Regions from separate parts of the Sus scrofa genome. Here region 2 is linked to region 1. Evidence: chromatin contacts called from public HiChIP or PLAC-seq data. All regions are on one chromosome and are shown on one strand. The core of a region is the stretch at or near the end of the contact, and the rest is flanking DNA. Distances in the headings are between cores, read along the strand shown.

The links. HiChIP or PLAC-seq counts read pairs in DNA pulled down with a chosen protein or histone mark.
Region 2: a contact with region 1 is called in an H3K27ac HiChIP or PLAC-seq map of alveolar macrophages. The contact joins the promoter of ARL4C here to the enhancer-like site in region 1. A contact is called at or near these places in 5 of 47 Hi-C or Micro-C datasets (embryonic fibroblasts, epiblast stem cells, fibroblasts and 1 more) and 2 of 2 datasets of contacts at active chromatin or transcription factors (alveolar macrophages and skeletal muscle).

The regions. Positions count from the first base shown.
Region 1 is chr15:134,384,210-134,388,340 of Sscrofa11.1, forward strand. No RefSeq gene overlaps it. Among named protein-coding and RNA genes, the nearest start is that of SPP2, 100 kb to the left of the region's middle. Within about 2 kb of position 2,007, at least 9 of the 83 cell types and tissues checked have an H3K27ac peak or open chromatin away from gene starts, as enhancers often do. A contact at or near this core is called in alveolar macrophages, where this site is marked.
Region 2 is chr15:134,620,415-134,624,016 of Sscrofa11.1, forward strand. ARL4C (ADP ribosylation factor like GTPase 4C) reads right to left here and starts at 1,797. Exons shown (of 1, transcript NM_001244315.1): 1 at 1-1,797. The coding sequence starts at 1,577. The coding sequence ends at 999.

The DNA.
Region 1 (4,131 bases), core at 757-3,256:
GTTCAGTTTTTGTCTTATGGTTGTTAAGATCATGCAGTACATTCAAAATTGTGCATCGTGACATTTAAGTCTATTTTCCCCTACTTAGAAAGGAATTGCATGCTCATCACAGAAAAGCTGCTTCTTGGTAGCTTGTTGACTGTTCTCATCTGAAAAATATTCAAAGATACAGGCCCATCATTATGCGTTTTGAAGATGCAGAAAATCACTGCTCTAGTTTCTGGCACTTCAAGTGGCCATTATGTTGTTCTATGAATCTATACTTTTTGTAGAGGCAGAAGAAAAATCTTTTTTGTTTAGCTATTCTCACATCAAAACCACATGGAGCGCATTGTCATTGGCTAGTGCCAGAACATAAGGGCATGGATGTTATTCAAGGAGACATCAAGACCGGCTAAAGAGTCTATGTACACTGGGAGGACCAAGAGAAGGGGAGGAGTCTATACAAGCTTTCCCTGGCCAGGGTTGGGAGGCACACTGACATCTGCTTCACCTTGGCACTAACGCACTTGACAACACCCTGAGAAGAATGGAAGACACAAGCAGGACCAAAGGTAACACCTCCACCAGCTAGGGAGGTTGAGGGCTCAGTCAGAACCTCGCTAAAGTTATTGAACATGCCCATGTGTCTGGAAGGAGAGTCAGACTCACTGCAGATATCTCAGCCACGTGGAATCCTGAGCCTCTGAGACCCTGGATGCCCTTCCCTTTCCAGCAATGTGTGGACGTGGCCTGCATGGGTTTACGAGACCCAGTTGTGTACAAATCTTCCCAACTCCTTCCTATTCAGCGAATTCATGTTAGTAGCTTGACATTGACTCCAGTGGGAGTCTTTACACATAGGAATAGGGAAATGCTACAAATCAGGATTTTTTTCTCTCTCTCCCATTTCAAAAAGCCAACTGTTAGTTATTTATGAGAATAGCACTGTTTCTGGTGTTCAGAAACAACAGAATGCAGGAAAAGCAACAAACCCCCTGTGCAGAGTTGAGTCCTGTGTTTTGTTGTTTGAATTACATCTCCCAGGGTGCAATGCACCACCCAGAGCCCTCTCTTAATTTCTGTCCTGTGGTTTTCAGGGTGTGGGGTGGGAAGGTTGCTGTGGATGGGGCTTTAGAGGTGGAGCAGGCTGACTTCCTCTGACAGCAGCTCCCATGCAATAAAATTTTGCCAAATTACCTTGTTGGTAGGGAAGGTGCCATTTCCTTGCACCCATGCTTGGATCTTCTCAGATCTTTTTATAAGTTCATATACTAAAGATTTGGGGCACCAGCCCTGTACCAGTCACTGTTTTCTATATCTGGGATGCAGTGATGGATCCTGCTGAAGGTAGAGAAACATGTCACCTCCCACTGGAAATGCAAGGATCGGATTCCTCCTGTTGGGGTCTATATTGATGTGAGTGGCATGTGTAAGAGCCCCTCCCTTCTGGCTCCTGACTCCATTTTAGTGAAGTGATTAATTTTCACAATAACCATTGTATAAATAGTGAATCCGCATTCATAATATTTGCTGCCAACATAAATTAAACTTAAAAAAAAAAAAAAAAAGAGTTCCCTAGTGGCTTAGCAATTACGATCTGGCTTTGTCACTGCTGTGGCTTGGGTTCGATTCCTAGCCTGGGAAATTCTGAGTACTGCGGGCATGGCCAAAAAAAAAAAAAATGCCTTCCAATAAATACAACAAATAACCACCAATTTTTAAAAGTAGCATTCATCCATTTATTAAGTAAATATTTACTGAGCAGCTGCTTGTGTGCCAGGGACGATGACAGGAGCTGGCCTGCCACTGCCCCTCTCTCGTGGAATGCATAGAGTCTCCCATTGTATAAACTTTTCTTTTTCAGCAATATCTCAAGTATCAGTTAAAAACTGGCAGAGTCTGTCCTTAGACACCCTTTAATCAGGCTCTTCCGAGTTCTGTTTTTGAGCAGGCCTTGCCTTTGGCCTCTGTCCTTGGCCTAGTTAGTCCAATTTTAGAAAGAATCTTGATGCGTCAGTTTACCAAGAAGCCCCCACCCTTGGTGTGATGTAATAAGATGCATACATTTGGCCTCTGTCCTGGTTTCCTGGCATTCAGTGTCTAAAACCCAATCTCCCAAGTGATAAGAGTCTATTTATATCCAAATGAGATGACCAGGGCTTTAGGGAGGGCTCCCGGACAGCCTCAGCATGGGGGCTGGTTTCCAGGGAAACTAATCTAGTGATTAGAGGACTAGAGCTTTCAGCAACCCCCAACTCAACTCCAAGGAAAGAGAGACTAGAGGTTGAGTTAATCATGAATGGCCAGTTATCTACGCAAACATGCTTCCAGATAATACCCTATATATTGGGGTTGGGAGAGCTTCCAGTTGGTGAGCCCATGGAGATGCTGGTGAAACAGGAGGAAAGGGAGCAGGGCACAACCTTTGAAAGAATGATGTAGTCCTTCAGTACAGGACAAACCTGGTAGAACCAACTAGGTCCAAGATGGCAGAAGATCCAACTGCCAGTGGATCTTGAGCTTCACTATACACTCACTGCAACCACTAGCCTGCTAACGACACACCCACCAAAACCAGGACACTTCTGAAGCCAGCCATAAAAGGCCAAAAAGTGGACCATGGGCCAATTCCTGGAAGTCCCCACCCCTTCTCCAAAACAGTTGGAGTAATCCTCCCACTCGTTAGCTTATGAAATTACCCAGCCCACACAAATTAACCACCCTGATATCTCAGGGCTGCTCTCGCTCTCTCACCTTTTGAGACAGACTGCCTTGCTTATATGGAATGTGTTTCTTCCAGGAGGCTCTCGCGCTTTGTCCATGTCTCGCAATAAAGCTAAGTATTGCCTATCACTTTGCCTCTTACTGAATTCCTTCTGTGCTGAGACACACAAAATGTCTGAACTTCAGTAAGTCCTGGGGCCAGAGGTGTGATTGGAATGAAATATCAGTGGGTGTGAGGCAGAATAATCCCTCAGGTCATCAGTAGGAGTGTGGGCTTCCATGCCTTCTTTGATGGGGCTACTGATTAACATTTGTGGCTTAAGGGCTCCAGGGAGAACACCCCACAGACCTTGTGTACTACAGGGGGTGTGCCTACACCTAGATGGACATTTATCTCTAACCCTCTGTGACTCAGTTTATGGGAAGAGAAGGGCAAAGACACCATGAGACTTCTGGCACATTTCCACCCATCAGACCCCTACTGGACAAGGATGGATAGAGGTAACCGGGCAAGGGAAGGGGAGAAAACCACATCTTTGTGGAGCCCATGTTGGTACCCCCCATCTTTAAGGGATAAAACCCCCTATAGGGCAAAGGGGCGGGGGTGGGGCATGAGGGGGACTCTTCTTCCCCCTCCCAGTCTGTCCTGGGAGCTGTTTGCTTTCCTGTAATAAAGACGTTGCTTGCTTGCTGCTTGTGTGTTTGCAAAGTTCACGCTTCGACCCCATGAACAAGAACCCGGATTTTGGTAAGATCTTTCCGGCATCAATTTGTGTCAGAATTGAATTGTAGGACACCCCGTTGGTATCTGGAGAATTGGGGGTGGGGGGCCGCTCACAGTTAACAACAGAAGTGCTGTGATTAGAGTAAAAGAAAGTGTTTTTTTTTTAAATTCGGTGTCTGATCACCCAGGATATCTGGTCAAATTCCTCAGCACCCAGCACCCTCCACCCCCCAGCCCTGATCCCTTATCACCCAGGCTTGCCTTCAGCAAAAATCTTGTCAAGTCAGTTTAGCCAGAATCCCTCTTCCTTCTAGTGATTTTTCTCAGTAATTTTCCACCCACCGACCCCACCCTGTTCCTTGTCTCCTGAATAGCCTGCCTTACTGTTCTCTAACAAAATCCATGAACAATTTTTCTTTAACATAGCTTGCCCATGCCTTTATAATTAAAGCATATTTTAAAAGTTGGCGTGAACTTTTCTTCCCAACTAATTATGAATTTTCTATATATAGCAGTAGATCTATTTTTTCCCCTTCTCTGGAAAGGCAAATCATTCCATGGTGTAGAGGTTGCAATCAGTGTGGAAAAGAAACTTTGCTTATTGATAAATCGTTAATGTCGATCAGCTCTTTACGGTAGTGCCCTCGGAGGACCATCAGCGTATTACCTTGCTGAACTGGAGAAATTGCATATCAATCTAG
Region 2 (3,602 bases), core at 547-3,046, 240 kb after region 1:
CACCCCCCATCCAGCAGAGACATCAAGAGCCTTACCCTTTAAACAACACCTTTAACTATTCTGCAAACGGTAAATGCATCATTTGCCACCTCCAACAGGTTTTTTGTTTTTTGTTTTTTTTTTTTTGGTTTTTAAAATTTTTATTGGTCTCTTTGTGTGATAATGACCTACACAACATGGACAGGATCCAAACCATCTGAAAGATGTCTGATTCCAGGCTGAAAAGCAGTTCTCAACAAAACTGGTCTTCCGTAGCTACCACAAAGCACCAGGAAAGGGGCATTCTTCGAGGCCATTCCCCAGCCGAGGCCAGCGCAGCGCCGGGGGCCTTCCGGCTGCCCTCCTGTTCCAGGCAGTCCTCTGATGGCCCAAGCCACCACTTCACTGGGGGCCCAGAGCAGGACAAATGGATTTTCACAGGGGCCTGCCCCTGTGACAGAAAATTCTCCAGCTTTCACAGCCCATGACTGCAAGGACAGGCGGTCCCCCCAGCACCTCCCACTGCCACCAGGCCCCCAAATGGGATTCCCGGGGTTATGGGAGCGGCATACCTCTGGTAACTCACAGGTGCGATCCCCAGTGAGGGCGGGGTAGCCCGAACTTCTGGCCCTGCTGGAGTGGGAAGAAATCGCTTTTTGTCTCTGCCATCTGAGCCTTCCACCTGGGCCCGGAGGGCGGATGGCCAAACCTGCACGTCCACTCCCCAGAGGGGCCCCCCTCCCCAGCAGAAGCTCTGGCGTTCAGACAAAAGGTCCCCCGAGCCGGGGGTGGGGGGCAGGTCGAGCGCAGGTTGGCAAGTCTGCCTACATACCCGGGCCAAGTCACTAGTCCTGCATTTGGGTGCACAGATTCCGCTTTAAAAATTGGAAGCGTCGCTTTGGTTCGCTGTCTTTGTTCGCGGGCGCGCGGGTTCTCGCTCAACCATCCAGCCTTTCATTCATTCATTCCCGACTCACTCGCTCGCTTTCCCCCTCGCTCCGGGAACGCTGCCGGGCGCATTACCGCTTCTTCTTCTGCTTGAGGGACTTCCTGCGTTTCAGGATCATCTCATAGAGCTTGTCCATGCCCTCGGTGAGGCCCTCGCCAATGATGGCGCACGCCGGCTGGACGTGGTAGGTGGTGGCCGGGATGAGCTCGTGCAGCGCCAGCTGCTTCTCGATCTCGGCCACGGGCAGCGACTTGGGCAGGTCCTGCTTGTTGGCGATGACCAGCAGCGGCGTGCCCTGGTTCTCGGCGAACTTGGTCACCTTGTGCAGCTCCGTCTTGGCTTCCTCCAGCCGGTCCACGTCCACCGAGTCCACCACGTAGATGATGCCGTCCGTGCAGCGGCTGTACGACTTCCACAGCGGCCGCAGCTTCTCCTGGCCGCCCACGTCCCAGAAGTGGCAGCTGATGCCCTTGGCCGTGCCGTTGCTCAGCTTGATCTTCTCCGTGTTGAAGCCGATGGTGGGCACCGTGTTCACGAACTCGTTGAACTTGAGCCGGTAGAGCACAGTGGTCTTGCCGGCCGAGTCCAAGCCCAGCATGACGATGTGCAGGGACTGGAAAGCCGAGATGTTGGAGGAGATGTTGCCCATGGCTCCTCGCTGCGGCGCTGGCCACTGCGGCTGCGGCGGGAGGGCGCCGCCCCCCGAGTAGTTACGGGCCCGACGCGGCCGGGCGCACCTGGGCCCCTCCTGCCGCCCTCCGCCGCGGACACCCGCCTGGCCTCGGCGTCCGCGGGGCGCACGACTCTGCGCGCTCAGACGCCGCGGTCCCCGCGCCCGGGCCCGCCGGGCATCGCGTCTCTCGGCGGGCTTTTGTCTTTCTCGAAGCCGCCTCCGCTCCCGCAGCACGGGATGCTCGCGCCCAGCGCCCTCCCCCGGCCCCGGCTCGCTCTGCGGCTTCCTTCGGCCGCGCCCCCGCGCTCCGGCCGCTGCCGGGGATCTCCGCGGCTGCCGGCTCCGGGCTCCGGGCGTCCGGCGAGCGCTTCGACCTGGGCGGCGCCGCGGGGCCGCTCCCGCTCCCGGGCGCGCCTCACAGGCGCAGGCGGGGCGCGGGCTTCCCCGGGCGTAGCTGCCGGCGCGGCCGCCTTGCTGTCCCCGCAGTCCCCGCGCCGCCGCCGCCGCCGCCGCCGCCGCCGCCGCAAGCCTGCAGCGGCGGGAGGGCGCCCAGCTCCGCCCCTCGCGGGCCCCGCCCCCGCCCCGCCCCTCGGCCCCGCCCCCGCCCCGCCCCTCGCGCGGCCGGGGGTCGGGCGTGGACCTCCCCGCCTGGCGGGCCGCTTTCCCGCCTTCCGCGCTTTCGGAATCGCCCTCGGAGTCCCCTCCCGCGCCGCGCCCAGACAATGGGCCCCAGAGCCCGCTCTTCCTCCCCGGTCTGCTGACGCATCTTGTAAAAATAGCTCCCGGCTCCCGGAATTCCCGCCCCCCCAGCCCAGGCGGGCGGACTGCTGGCGGGACTGTAGCCGTGGGCGGTGCAGCCGGCTTAGGGAAGTGGGTTCGGGGGTCCGGGCTCTGCGGGCTTTGGCGCAACCTGGAGTCCAGGGGAAGCGGGCCGGGACAGCTCAGCCGAGGAGTTGGGGGGCAGCCGGGGTGGGGCTGAGAGTGCCTGGCTGGGGAGTGAGGGAGGTGGGTCGGGTCCCCCTACTCCCAGGAGGGGGGAAAGGCCAGCCCTGGCCGCAGGGAGCCAGCTCGGGCTTGTTTCCACTCTCGCGCCCTTTGCGGTGCCCTGGACCCTGGCCCTCTCTGATGCCCTGGCTCGATTCCCTGCTGGAGCTCCAAGGAGGCTCCACCGGGTCACTGCTGCACTCGGGCCCAGGCCTGTGCCCAGGGCACCCTGGAGGCCTAGCCTTTCCTCCCTGGCGACGGCGACGGACACATCTGACCTGCCTGCCCCAGAAAACACCGGCAACGAACAACTCACCAGTCCCAGGGAGCCCCTTTCTGGCTGCCTTATTTTTGTTTCCACGACTCTGCTGACATCCCGGGTCAAGGGGTGCATCTCAGGAGAGCACCCTCTACCACCCGACTTTGAGAACTGAGAACCACCTGCCCACAGTTGAAACACTCCTGCTGCACCTGGCCCTCCAGACACACGGGCCTGGAACAAAACATGTCAGTAGTTTGGGGTGGGTGGCACTGCAGGTAACACACTGGTGTGGGTGGGGTCCCTGGTTTCCACCTCCCCTTCTCCAATTCAGTGGTCTTACTCTGGTTTGTAAACAGGTAACAAAGGTTCATCCTCTCCAGGTGACAAGCCAACTGATGGCGCGTTCCAGTACGCACAGACCTGGGGCAGGGCTGCTCAGCAGGTGAGGCGGCAGAGGCAGAGTGGACACGGCTTCATCCCAACTCCAGCTTAGGAGGCAGCAAGACGGAAAGAGTGAAAAGGGGGCTGGAAATGGAAGTGGTAATTACTTATGAATAAAACCCCAAACTTTCTAGAAGTGCTTTGTGTGATGAAATAGGGGATTTTGTGGGTGTTGAACCCGGTGAGAAGACCACGTGTGCATTGCAGGACAAGCATTCCTTCTTGGGAACTCCTACGGTGGCAGCCACCATGGCCATCAGCTGCCCCCCAGAAGGGGTCCAGGGCTGGAAAGGTCCTGGTGGGTCCTTCCGTAC